Regions from separate parts of the Mus musculus genome. Here region 1 is linked to region 2. The links are chromatin contacts, called in public Micro-C maps. All regions are on one chromosome and are shown on one strand. The core of a region is the stretch at or near the end of the contact, and the rest is flanking DNA. Distances in the headings are between cores, read along the strand shown. Region 1 overlaps Dock4 (dedicator of cytokinesis 4). Region 2 overlaps Scin (scinderin).

Region 1 (6,533 bases), core at 363-2,862, 740 kb after region 2:
GAGGGAATGTATAACAGTCCTAGTTTGTCATGTTCAACAGCTAGAAAATGAACCTATTTTGTTTTGTCTGCACTTCTAACCACTTATCACACCAGATAATGTTATGTCATAGAGTGTCCTCCATAATTCATTGTGTGTGTTTATAAACAACCTGTCATTATTACCTATAAAAGAATCACAGTAAAATGGTGAATATAAAATTTCTAGCGCTCCCTTATGCCTCACCAAGAGTCTGGTTTTCTTTTCACTCTTCCTTTGAGTCTAGACATTCACTTTAGTTCTTTGCAGTGTTGCCTAAAGGCTTTTAGTCTAGATTTTTCCCTTGCATGTTTTCTTTTAATATTTTTTGTTGAAGAATCACAGTGGTTTGCTTTGGAATGTTTTCTTAAATCTTGATCCAAGTGGGGTCATGTAACATATTTCTCTGTGGCCTATATTTCTTGTAAGTTGATCGTTAAGCCTCAAGGCGTAGTAAGGGTTTCTTTGTTTGTGCAAGACCACTTAATAGTTTTTTATGCCTCTCTCCTGTTTTCTCCTGGTCTCCCCTCCTCTCCTCTTGTGATGTTAGTGAGAATAATTGACAATCGGTCTTTGGTTGTCATTGCCCAGACCCATTGATCTTTTAGGGATGGAGATACTGATATTTGGGAACTAGTGAGATAGTTCAGTAGGTAAAGGTGCTTGCCACCAAGCCTGAAAACTTGACTTCAGTCCCCAGGGCCCATGTGTTAGAAGGAAAGAACCAGCTCTCTCAAGTTGTTCTCTAAGCTCCATGTATACAACATGGCATGTATGTATACATGCTGACACACACACACACACACACACACACACATACACACTTTACTCATTTGTCTTTATTTATTTGTTGCAATATTTCTATAAAATAATATCCATTCTCAAATATTTTATTACTGAGATATATAGGAAAGGAAATATAATGTTCTTTTTGAAATGAGTGAGTCCTGGCACCCTGAGCGAGTAACAGGTAGGCTGCTTGGAATTGGTTTGCTTTAGGTTTTACTATTATTCCCCGATCATAGATTTAAGTGTGTTTGTTTTGTGTTACTCCATGGCAGCTGTTGTTATTAAATTATTCCTCCTAATTTTATTATTTATTTTCAATTGCTTTGTGATTGCACTTGTGCTTCTGTTCAGTTGCCTCTTGCATTCTCCTTATTTATCTATAGAGATGTTCCTTTTGAGCCAATTAGACATGACTCCATGTTCCTTCCTAGCGTCAGGCTTTATTAATAATTTAATGTGGTCCAGATGCTCTTCCGAGACTAAAGCCACATCTGCCATCTTTCTATCTCACAGCAATGGTAGCAATTTAGAATCACACATGAAAGCTATAAATGGGGTTCACAGGGCTCCCTGTTTTAAGTGTACAGTAGGAGACACTGCGTGCCATTCTTCAGAGGGTTAGCCGGAAACCTCTCAGGGACACTTGTCTTTGAGTCTGGACTTCTCTACTTAAGAAGTCCTACTACAGACTTCCTTCTACAGGGATCTAGAGACCATATCTTCCTCTTGGTTGGTACTCTCAGTGCATTTACATGAGGGGTTGGTCAGCTGGGAGAGGTGACCTGGCCACCTGTTTCCTTTTCAGTTCCTCAAAGGCCCTTCCTCAGGAAGAGGAGTAGGCAGGCCACAGGCCAGCTGCTTAGTGTCTTCCTCACAGACACCATTGCTTTCTGACCTGACAAGGAGACATGTGTATCAGTTTCTTGTATTTACCGAGTGCTGGTGAAGAATTGCGGCAGTATATTTATTCATTCTGGTTCTTTTGAGGACAGTCAGTTCCTTCCCTGCATTCCGTTTTGTCCAACATTGTGAATTATTTATACTTTGTCTCAGATACATATTGGAAATATTCTCTGAAGTTCCTGTATTCTATACAAGTTTTTTTAATATTTTATGTGATATTCACAAAATTATTGAATTACTAGTATTAGAGTTTGCAAATGTGAAGATGGATTTTTTTTTCATTTTATTATTGTCTAAACAACTCATAAAAATGTTTGTAATCCCTTTTGAGTGCATAGTGACAGGGCTGATGGTTTGCAGCTGTTGAGTCATTGATCTCTCCAATTCCTTCCTTCTGTCATCCGAGAGTCTGTGTCCTTTCAGACGCAGCTCTTCCCCACCCACAGCCCCTGAGCAGCAATTCTCGACTTTTGGGTCATGACCCCTTTAGGAGTTGACTAAGACCATTAGAAAACACACACACACACATTATGGTTCATAACAGTAGCAAAATTACAGTTATGAAGTAGCAGTGAAGGTCATGGTTGGAGGTCACCACATCATGAGGAGCTGCACTAAAGGGTCACAGCATTAGGGAGGTTGAGAGTCACTGCTCTAGAGTCAGCATTCTGTCCTGTGTTCTGAAGACACTTGCAAACTAACTTACAGTGGCTCAGACTCAGACTTGCCTTTGTGCTTTGGCTTTTGCACATATAAAACAAAGATTTAGTATCACAAATTGTTTATATTTATCACTCTAAAGCTTCGTAGGGGCTTCTTATGTACCCCTCCAAATTACAGTGACAGTTCCCTGCCTTTACCCCTGAGGTATCCTGATGTTTGTGGTATGCATTCCCTAGCTTAGATTTCACCTGTTTATGCTTTTCTAAACCAGTCCACTTAGTTTGGCTTAACTGTGTGCACTCTGTTAAGACTTGCTTAATTCACTTAGTGTTATTTGTGGTATTTTTTTTCCAATTTACTAAGTTCGACAAGAAAGCTTCCCATTACTATATACTATTCCTGACTAGGGAAACAGTTACAAACATTTTTGTTCATGGTTCCAGCTGCACATATAGATAGATGTCCAGCTCCATTTTTTTTTCCAGATATACACCTGTGAATAGGATTTTTGGACCATGAGATAGATAAAGCTATAGATAATATTATATATAATTTATATAAGTAGATAGGTGATAGATACTGCAACTGTTTTCCAAAGCTAATGAGGCAGTCTGCACTCCCAACAGCAGAAAGGGGGCACTGGTGCTCACAGTTCTACTCTCATTTGCTGTCTATCACCATATTTATTTTTACCACTATATGAGGCCTTGTATAGTATTTGTAGTATGGCAGTATTGTTCGTGTTTCCTCACATATAAGGCTTAGATCTTTTGCAGGTATTTACTGGCTACTTAAATTTACTTCTCTCTGAATTTGCTGTTCCTGTTTTGTGCCCAGTTTTTCTTGTGTTGTTTCTTTTTTTTTTTTTTTTCTTTTTTACTAGTTTCAAAGTCTTGTACATTCAATGAAGGGGTTCCTTACTGATTACACATATTCAAATTATTCTGTCATGTGTCCGGTGTCCCTTCCCTTTATAGCATCCTTGACTAGTATTTATTCTTAATTTTCATACACTTGAGTCACTTAAAGTGTTAATTTAAGATAGCCCGAGTGGCCTTTTGTTCTAATTTGTTTCTCTGACTGAAAGAACAAGAGCCTAAGTGTGCTTCCTGCAAGCCCAGTCACTTCATCACTAAGAGTTTGGCAGCCCTTCTCTTCACAGAGAATGTCAGTGGCACTAACAGCACAGTGCCATATACTGGGGAAAGCACTTTGATCACAGACAAAATTAGGTCCCCTGTACCAACCCAGTAAGTCATTATGATTCTATTTGGCTCTGCACCAAAAATTAGATCCTGGAATGTATGTGATTAGCTTGTTTTCTGTAACTCCCAACTGTGTACCATCCTGTGCCACCATATGGTGCTGTTATAAATGCATATGGGGTCTGCATGGGCATATGTCCCCTCTCTCCAATGAGACTGAGAACTCTTTGACACCAGAAGATCTGCTAATGTATCTCTGGGTTTCTCAGGCTGCTTTGTATCAAATAAGTGCCTAGAAGGGTGGCACAGTCATTATTCGGGGTCCACCCAAAAGATCCTAAACAGGGGATGCTTATAGCTGTGCTATTATAGAGTAGACAGTTCCTTGTTACCCAAACCATACTCCCACCGATGGATATAATTATCTGATGTTTTCACACCTTACTGATGAATGGGTAACTTGACTTCCACATCCTCTCCTTGCTATGGGATAGCTCCCAGAAGAGATACTGATGGGAGCCACTAAGAACCATAGATGATTCATAAGGTGGATAGTCTACTTTGTCTGTCTTGTCCCCCAACCCCTCGGCATCTTTGGTTTTGAATGTCATGAAAGTCAGTAGATATTTATACTCTTTTGCTTTTCAGGTAGAGATGAGTCCTCTGGAAAACGCCATCGAAGTGTTAGAAAACAAGAACCAGCAGCTGAAGACCCTGATCAGCCAGTGTCAGACGAGGCAGATGCAGAATATCAACCCCTTGACCATGTGCCTCAATGGAGTCATAGATGCTGCAGTGAACGGTGGGGTCTCCAGGTATCAAGAGGTGAGAACTGAGGATTGCTGGACAGGAACTCATCAGTGGCCATGCCTTCAGATTTTATAGATCTTTTAGTGCAAACATGGTCCCATTATCAGTGACAGATGGCTGCGGTCTGTCCAAGTGCACTCTTTTATCACACAGGACAAATGTGTAGCCAGCCATTTGTGTAGCTCACATATTTCATCTTCATGATGAGATACTTTGAGTGTGTTTGTGTTGGGGTCAGGAGATCAGAACTGTTTAACAAATGTCTACCTAAAGTAATTTGCCTGATCAAAGAAGTTAGTGGGGTAGTCTTGTGTTGGTTGGTTGTTGGCTGGTTGGTTGGTGATCCTTTAAGTGGGCTTTTCATCTGTTTTTCATAATAGGCCAGAAGACCATCTTAGCCACACTGAATCTTAAGACAATTTATTTTAGAATATAATGCATTTAGTTCATTGACTTGGGTCTGCTTTACAAGAGATGCTCTGACTTTCTGAATGTTGCCTGTGACAAGCTGCCTACGGTTAGGAATCACTCCATCTGTCCCCAAACATGTTTCATAATCATACCATTTCTCTGCATATGCCAAGCCTTAGAAAAATAATAATAAGTGTGCCTGCCTTTCACTTCCATGGTAACTCTCCCAGGGTAGTCTGACTGTCCCTTCTCTTCCTAGGCATTCTTTGTCAAAGACTATATTTTAAGTCATCCTGAAGATGGGGAGAAGATTGCACGGTTAAGAGAACTGATGCTTGAGCAGGTAGGATGTCAGAAGTAACCATTCTATCTTGCCCAACTCTATGCATCCTTGCCAGGTACCCACCTATGGGTATTTGCATGAACAGCCTTACTGAAGTGGCAGTCTCAAGCTGACAGATTCACCTGTGGTATAACCCAACTGGCTAATTTCTACCCACTTGGACCCAAGAGCAATCTTAACAAGTTGTTCCCCATAAGTAATATTTTCCATAGTTTCTTTGAATGTCCTTCCTGAAGACTTGCTCTGTAGACCTGTTGCTAACCTGTCATTCAAAATTTTATGCTCAAATAAATTCAGCCCACCTCAAGATCCTGAATAAGAACATGAATGAATATGATGATTATGTAAGTGCAATAGTAAAGAATAGACAATGAGTAGAGTTGCTCTGTGGTAGTATTGTGTTTTGCAGATAAAGCCTAAAGGATGAACTATGTGGACAAACTAGGTACTCTCCTCATTTTCTATTTCAAAGAAGCAGTTTATTTTTATTTGGTGCCATCAAGAACTGAGAGCAAGAATAAGTATTCTGTTGCTGACTATGCCCCTGTTGATGGTTGCCTGAAAAGGGTTTGCAAACCTCTGATATAGAAGAAACAGTTGGCAATCTGGGTTAAACAGGAAATAATTTTGTCACATGAAAAGCAGAGTATGTATGATAGACTGGGGCAGAAGCATCTCTTCCTGCTTGGTAATATTAATCAAAAAGCATGTTTTTTTTTTTAACATTGGAAGATGATGGGGTTATGATGAATTTAGTCCATTTATGCTCTGTAGGTATTATCCACAAAATAATGACATGGGGTAAGAGAGATAGGGCTATATAATAAGAGCATGTAAACTAGTGAGAAGGTGGAGAACTTTGACACCCCCCCCCAGAGAAATAGAGTTAATAAGTTTCCAGTGTGATTATGGGCAGGATGTAGGTACAAGATTGCATAAAAACCCTAACCTTGGTCGATATCATAAGGACTCTTTGAGCATCAGTCAGAGTATCACCTCTCATAAGTGGTCTCCTTTTTTTGTTTTTTGGGGGGATTGGCCTGAATAAGTTCTTTCTCCAGAATTAAAACAGTAGCTCAGAAGTGAAGATACTTTTCAAGAAAATAAAATTAGAAAGACTTCACTATGTCATGCCTGGTATTGTTTATGGGACCCTATGGAAAGAGCTACCTGTGGCCTGGAAATGTGAGGTCTCTGCTGTAGAACAGCTGAAACAAACACCTGTCATGTAACCTTGGGCATGACACATCATTTCTATGGGACCATTAGGAGTTAGACTGGAAAGGCCACCATCCTTCTTGGACCTCTGTCTGGTTGGCATAGAAATATCTTCAGTAGATATATCCAGCAGCCTGATCTTACAGGAGTTGCCTCAATTGAGGAGAGCCACT
Region 2 (6,000 bases), core at 487-2,986:
TCAGCACTCAACTTGCCTAAAGCACATGTATTAGACAGGGTCTGTGTATGTATGTTTCCCCTTACTAGTCATTATGTGTCTCAGACAGTACTTCTGAGTGTCATTGTATGCAATGCCAGATACTTTTAAAGGCTTGTTTAACAGATGCACCAGACACCTCTCTAAGCACTCTACTAAGTCACTTCACGTCACACCCTAGAAGCTAGCCCTGTTATTTATCCTTTTTTACAAGTGCACATTTATAAAAATGAGCAGAGGAAAGGCTGGGTACCTGGTTCGAGGTTACAGTGCTTTAAACAACAAATCAGTTTGAACTCTGGCTTCAAACTATGTATTCTTAACTAATGGACCACTCCTGCTTTGTGGATTCTTCCAAAGTTTCATCTCTGCACAGAGTGCACAGGAAGTGCTATTGGTTCTCCCATTGGGATTAGTCCATGGTGGTGGTGACACTCCAGCATACTCTCTATTCATGGGGGTTAGAGTGTGTAACTCCCTACTCTACAGAACTTGTTTCCACCTTTCTCCAATACCCGCCGTCTCTTTTCTTTCATCTTCTTGGGTCTGCCTATGCTGTGGCCATTAAATTCTGAAACAGAGAAACTCTTTCATCATATCAGAGTGTTGTATGGGTGAACAGAAGAACTTAAGAGAAGAAGTAGTGGGCAGGAATGGAGCTCAGTTGGTAAAGTGCTCGCCCAGGATGCATGAAACCCCAAGTTGGATCCGACATAAAGCTGGGCATGGTAGCACACACCTGTAATCCCAGAACTCAGGAGGTAGAGACAGGAGGTTTATAAATCCAAGGCCATCCTTGAGTTTGGGGGAAGTCTGGGACACCAGAGACCATTCCCCAAAATAAAAATAAGTAAAAATACTGCATAGCAAAGATCAACAATCTATGATGTGAAGGAAATGTGACCAACAGTCACTGTCTGACATGAAGGAAAATTTTAGAAGTGATCTGTAAGTAACTGAAAACACACCAATTACTTAGCTCAATCGTGTTATTGTGGCAGTTTACGAAAAAGAAAAAAATTAAGCCTGGCAATGCTGGCATTCACCTTAATGCCAGTGCTTGAGGCAGAAGTAGGCAGATCTCTGTGAGTTTGAGGCCAGTCTGGTCTACAGAGCAGGTTCTGGGAGAGCCAAAGCTACACAGAGAAATCCTATCTCAGAAGGAGAGAGATAAATAAAATATACATAAAAATAACTTGAATTTTTATTACAATGTTTTATATTAAAAAGAACAAACTATTGAATGCCTAATATGCAAGAGATTGAATACATTAAGGTGACTATAATCAAGTGGTAGAAAATTATGCAGACCCTAAAACTTATAGAACAGTTTATGGGAAGGAAAATATTATTATTTCAATTAAAGTTTTAAGCTATATTTCTTTAACAAATAAGACAGTAAAAAATTGTACTACACACACACACACACACACAATACTTCTTGCTTTGTTTTGTGTTTTTTTCTTCCTTCCAGAACAGAATATCTATGTCTGTACTTCACATACAGTAATTATCATTTCCTGTTTATTGAAGTCTTCTAGATTCATCACAGGCCACTCAAGTCATCAAAGCATAGGAAGTGTTCCCAACTCTCCTAAAGCATTGTATCACAGATGCAATACCCCAAAGATCTAGATGTGACCATGAGGACTCTCATGTCTTCAGGAAGAGTTAACTAGCACCTAAAAGAAAGGCTTTGAACAGGAAGTGGGTTAGCTTGCATTCTTCTCAGCTGTGTCATTAAACGTGCTGGAAACAATCTACAACCTGAGGTTCCTTTCTACATTCAAGAGGTTGACAATCTATGTAAATCTAGTTGGTTTTGTCGTTGTTGTTGGTTTGCTTTGCATTGCTTTTGGTTTTGTCCTCTATCAAAATTAACCGTTCTTTCTGCTGCTCTTCTATCTTCTGAAAGAACTCAGTTGTAAGTAAGTCAGATTTTGACATTACTTGATGGAGTAAATGAACCATCTCTGCTTCAGACACAGTCTCCTGCCTCAGACCTTCTGGTTATCATTGCCAGCACCATGACCACCACTGAAGGCCCGTGCATCATAAATGAGGCAGCCCACTCAGGTATTTGTCACTTTAATATGCATGGCTATCCTTCTGTTTCAACAATAAGCAGAGAAAGCTCCAAGGTTTCATGGGGGAACATTTTAATCCTCATTTAATTTTGAATCCATGTTCGTTTCCCCAAATGAAAATCAAGCACACAGAACATAGAAATCCATAATAAAAATGAAAGCAGGTTCTCTAATATATTCACTTGCTGCAGAGCACTTTGTGCCTTAGGTAAAACAAATATTTGATAATAGGGAAGATGCTGATAGAAATAAACACAAGGACTTCTGAGGAAGGGCTGTGACCTCCCATAGCAGCTGCCACTCCCTGGACATGAGAACCCAACACTTGCTCTCTAGTACGAGCTTTCCAGCTTCTTAAATACATGTATTGCCCCACTTTCTTATCAGATACAGGGGGATTAGCTGTATTGGGTTGTGAGTAGGGATGTTTCAGAGTACAGAAAGCCTGGAACATGTATTGACAAAAGGCAGGGGTCAGTGAAGCACCTGTGAGATGATCTAGCACAGGGCCAGCCACTAGCACTCACCACAGTGATGAAATGCCCCACAGCAGTGTTGCTGAACACAGGGCTCACTAGCCATTTGTCACTACTGATCCCAAGGAGTGTGGTTACTGTAACTAATTGAATAAAATATTATTTCATCTTAATGTTTTGATGTAATTAAAGGTAAATGATGCCATACATCCTGAAAAAAAAAAAACCCATACAGATATTAAGGCCTAGGTAAATTGTTAAGGCTTAGGTAACTGTTACCTCACCAGCCTACCATTGTATGCTGTTCCTAACGGTATAAGGAAAAATTTTCAAGTGCTATTACTAGGGTACTTTCTCATGCTTTAGTTGACTGTAGATTCTGTTATGCTCTGTGCTTTGGTGTTCTTGGAAACTGGTTACAACACAGGTCAGTTACAAGTGCTTTGTATAGTTATTCAGAATAAACTTGGATCTGAACTAACCACCTGTCAACACTTCTGAGCCTATGTATAAGCTTTTATGGTTTCTTACCTTTTCAAGTTGCTCCATGGATGGACCCCAACATAAGAGAGACAATTGCACCAACATAAGAAGCCATTTGGAATAAGACTTCCATTTTGAGGAGGGATCAAATAAAGTTTAAGTGCCCAAGACCTCCCTGGGAACCTATATCTTGCTTGGCAAAAAGAGACATGTATGTGTGTAACTGACATCTTGGTTAGTGAGTTAAGATATAAATGTTAGACAAGGCAAGACCCTCGCCATACTTGAATACCCCAACCAATGAAGACAAGGAAGGTGTACAACAAAGCTATGTTCCTAAGGAAATCCCCTATCTTTAAATCCTGATTGATGAAATAACTTGACACAGATGTTTGTGGTTTTCAAGACTTAAAAGATCTAGAGGATCCTGGCTTGGAGTCACAACCAGCTCCCAAGTTTGATCTGCAACCATGATCAATCAGTCCTGGGTGAATGTCCGATAAACTATCTGTCTGACCGAGATCGGTCTTTGAAAATAGATTCAGTTACTAAATGCTAACGAAAGTTAATACAGGAGCTACTATAATATAGAAAATACACTCATAGACTGTTACGATGTATAAGACAAAAATTGTACTTGCTGGCTTTATGTCAATTTGACACAACAAGCTGGAGTCATCGGAAAGAAGAAAGCCAACATTATTAGCTTTTGGCTTTCATATGTGTTCCCTTCTTGCCTTTTGAATGATCTTTCATTCAGCAGGATCAGGCAGGAAGGAGCTCTTGTAAGTTTCCCTGAACGTGCTTCAAATGGTGTGGTGATGGATGTCACTTAATTAATGTGATTAATCAAAAAGTGTATATGAAGTGATTGCTAATATTACTAGCACATTATGAGAGCAGAAGCTAAGTCCTCCGAAGGTGAACTGTTAACCTGGCCAAAGCATTTCTCTTTTAAAAGGTCCTGCATAGTCCTACTTGACAGTGTCTTCTTAATACAGGGTCTTCACCGTGTGGCACTGAATAACTTACAGTTATGCGCAGGCCTTAATGTCCCAAGTACTGGTGTCCCACGTACTCAGTGTCCCAATTGCCACAGCCACCTGGAACCCTTTTCATAATGGTTTAATAATGAGCTTATATCTCCTTGTGAACTTATACTTTATTGTTTTTTCATATCTTCGTTTAATGATTTTGCCAAGAAGACTATGTCAAGACAATATATCTTGTTGATTTATAAATTAATTAAAGACAAGGTCTCTTTCATATATCCCAGGCTGGTCTCAAATTCACTATTTAGCAGAAAATGAGCTTTGAGCTTCTGATTCTTTTCCTTCTGCCTTCTAAGAGCTGGAATTACAAGTGTGCACCACTATGTTCAGTTTATATGATGTTGGGGGCTCAAACTCAAGGCTTTGAGAACACTAGGAAAGCACTCTACCAACTTAGCTATATCCTAACACATGCATGCCTGTGTGTGTGTGTGTGTGTGTGTGTGTGTGTGTGTGTGTGTGTGTGTGTGAGAGAGAGAGAGAGAGAGAGAGAGAGAGAGAGAGAGAGAGACCTAGTCAAATCTTCTATTTTAGACTTAGACTACAAAGTGAAGATGGACCTGTTTATATCCGCTCTAAGCAAAACAGAGAACCTGTGTGGTCACCATGGCAGTGGTTGGCAGTGGTTGGCAGTGGTTGGCAGTGGTTGGCAATGCCCCAAAGAAAGGACAGAACAGTCACTTTTTCTTGTTTGTTTGTTTTTGGTTTTTTTGAGACAGGGTTTCTCTGTGTAGCCCTGGCTATCCTGGACCTCACTCTGTAGACCAGGCTGGCCTCAAACTCAGAAATCCACCTGCCTCTGCTTTCCAAGTGCTGGGATTAAAGACATTAAATCGTATGTCCTCCAATAGTCTTGCACATAGGACTTTATTTTAGTGAGGCAAGAGATATGAGTTAGGCAAGATTTGCTCCAGGAGTGTCTGAGGTGTACCAATACCATGGAAGACAGCAGGGGCTATAACCCTTAACAAGTTAGCTTTTGGCCTATGTTCAGTTAGCTTTCAATCCAGGGATGTATGTGGGCTTCCCTGGTCCTTGACAAGTATCTGTGTGGGCAGGGACCACTAGATGAATCTGCAGAAGACAATTAACATGGTCAGGCAGTTACTTCACATCTGAGCAAATAGGAGAAAGGAATGAACACACGTCTGCTTATTGTCAGTGTTTTGAGTTACACAGATGAAAGAGAGAGACACTGCAGGATGTGTTAAGTGGGCAGCAGGGCAGCCCAGTCTCTGATGGACTGAACTCTGGACCACCTTGCAGAAGCACTTTTATTATCGTTGCACAAAAGGCCTTCCAGCAAGTCAATTACAGTATACCCAAATCTCTCCTGACCTAGGTTCTTAGGGAACCACTACGTAAGCAAGCACAGCCATTTTAAGAATTCTAGGTTTGCCAGGAAAGTCTTAATGACTGGGATCATACTAAGGTTCTGAAATTCCCAAAGAAAAACAACCCCATATGTTAAGAAAACAATCACAGAATATTTGCAAGATATTACTTCAGGCTGAGTGACCATCACTCCAGAGTAAATACCAGGTGCAATTGCTCTTCTCAAAATCTGCTACAACTTATTTTTATGTCCAGATATATTTAAAGAGCCTATGAGGGTTCTGAGATTCAGTTTCTGTTGTTGTTGTTGTTGTTGTTGGTGGTGGTGGTGGTGGTGGTGGTGGTGGTGGTGGTGGTGGTGGTGTTTAAGACAGAGTTTCTCTGTGTAGCCCTGGCTGTCCTGGAGCTCACTGTAGACCAGGCTTACATGGAACTCACAGAGATCCACTGCCCCGGCTTAAAGGTGTGTGCTACCACCACCCAGCTACATAATTTCTTTTTTTAAAAAAGCATCTGGTCTTCAAAAGACCAATGGCCTATCCATCCCCA

What was found. Hi-C and Micro-C count contacts between places; a contact is called where the count stands out from the background.
Region 1: a contact with region 2 is called in a Micro-C map of MC3T3-E1-derived osteoblasts, with 14 times the contacts expected there. The contact joins two enhancer-like sites. A contact is called at or near these places in 3 of 15 datasets of contacts at CTCF or cohesin (embryonic stem cells, large pre-B cells and pro-B cells), 47 of 484 Hi-C or Micro-C datasets (3T3-L1-derived adipocytes, B cells, the C2C12 cell line and 26 more), 2 of 115 datasets of contacts at active chromatin or transcription factors (astrocytes and large pre-B cells) and 1 of 9 other capture datasets (embryonic stem cells).

Annotation. Positions count from the first base shown.
Region 1 is chr12:40,824,554-40,831,086 of GRCm38.p6, forward strand. Dock4 (dedicator of cytokinesis 4) reads left to right here. Exons shown (of 53, transcript NM_172803.2): 43 at 4,227-4,403; 44 at 5,059-5,142. Among named protein-coding and RNA genes, the nearest start is that of Immp2l, 200 kb to the right of the region's middle. Within about 2 kb of position 1,613, at least 10 of the 459 cell types and tissues checked have an H3K27ac peak or open chromatin away from gene starts, as enhancers often do.
Region 2 is chr12:40,088,480-40,094,479 of GRCm38.p6, forward strand. The region is part of intron 4 of Scin (scinderin); the gene reads right to left. Among named protein-coding and RNA genes, the nearest start is that of Scin, 43 kb to the right of the region's middle. Within about 2 kb of position 1,737, at least 27 of the 459 cell types and tissues checked have an H3K27ac peak or open chromatin away from gene starts, as enhancers often do.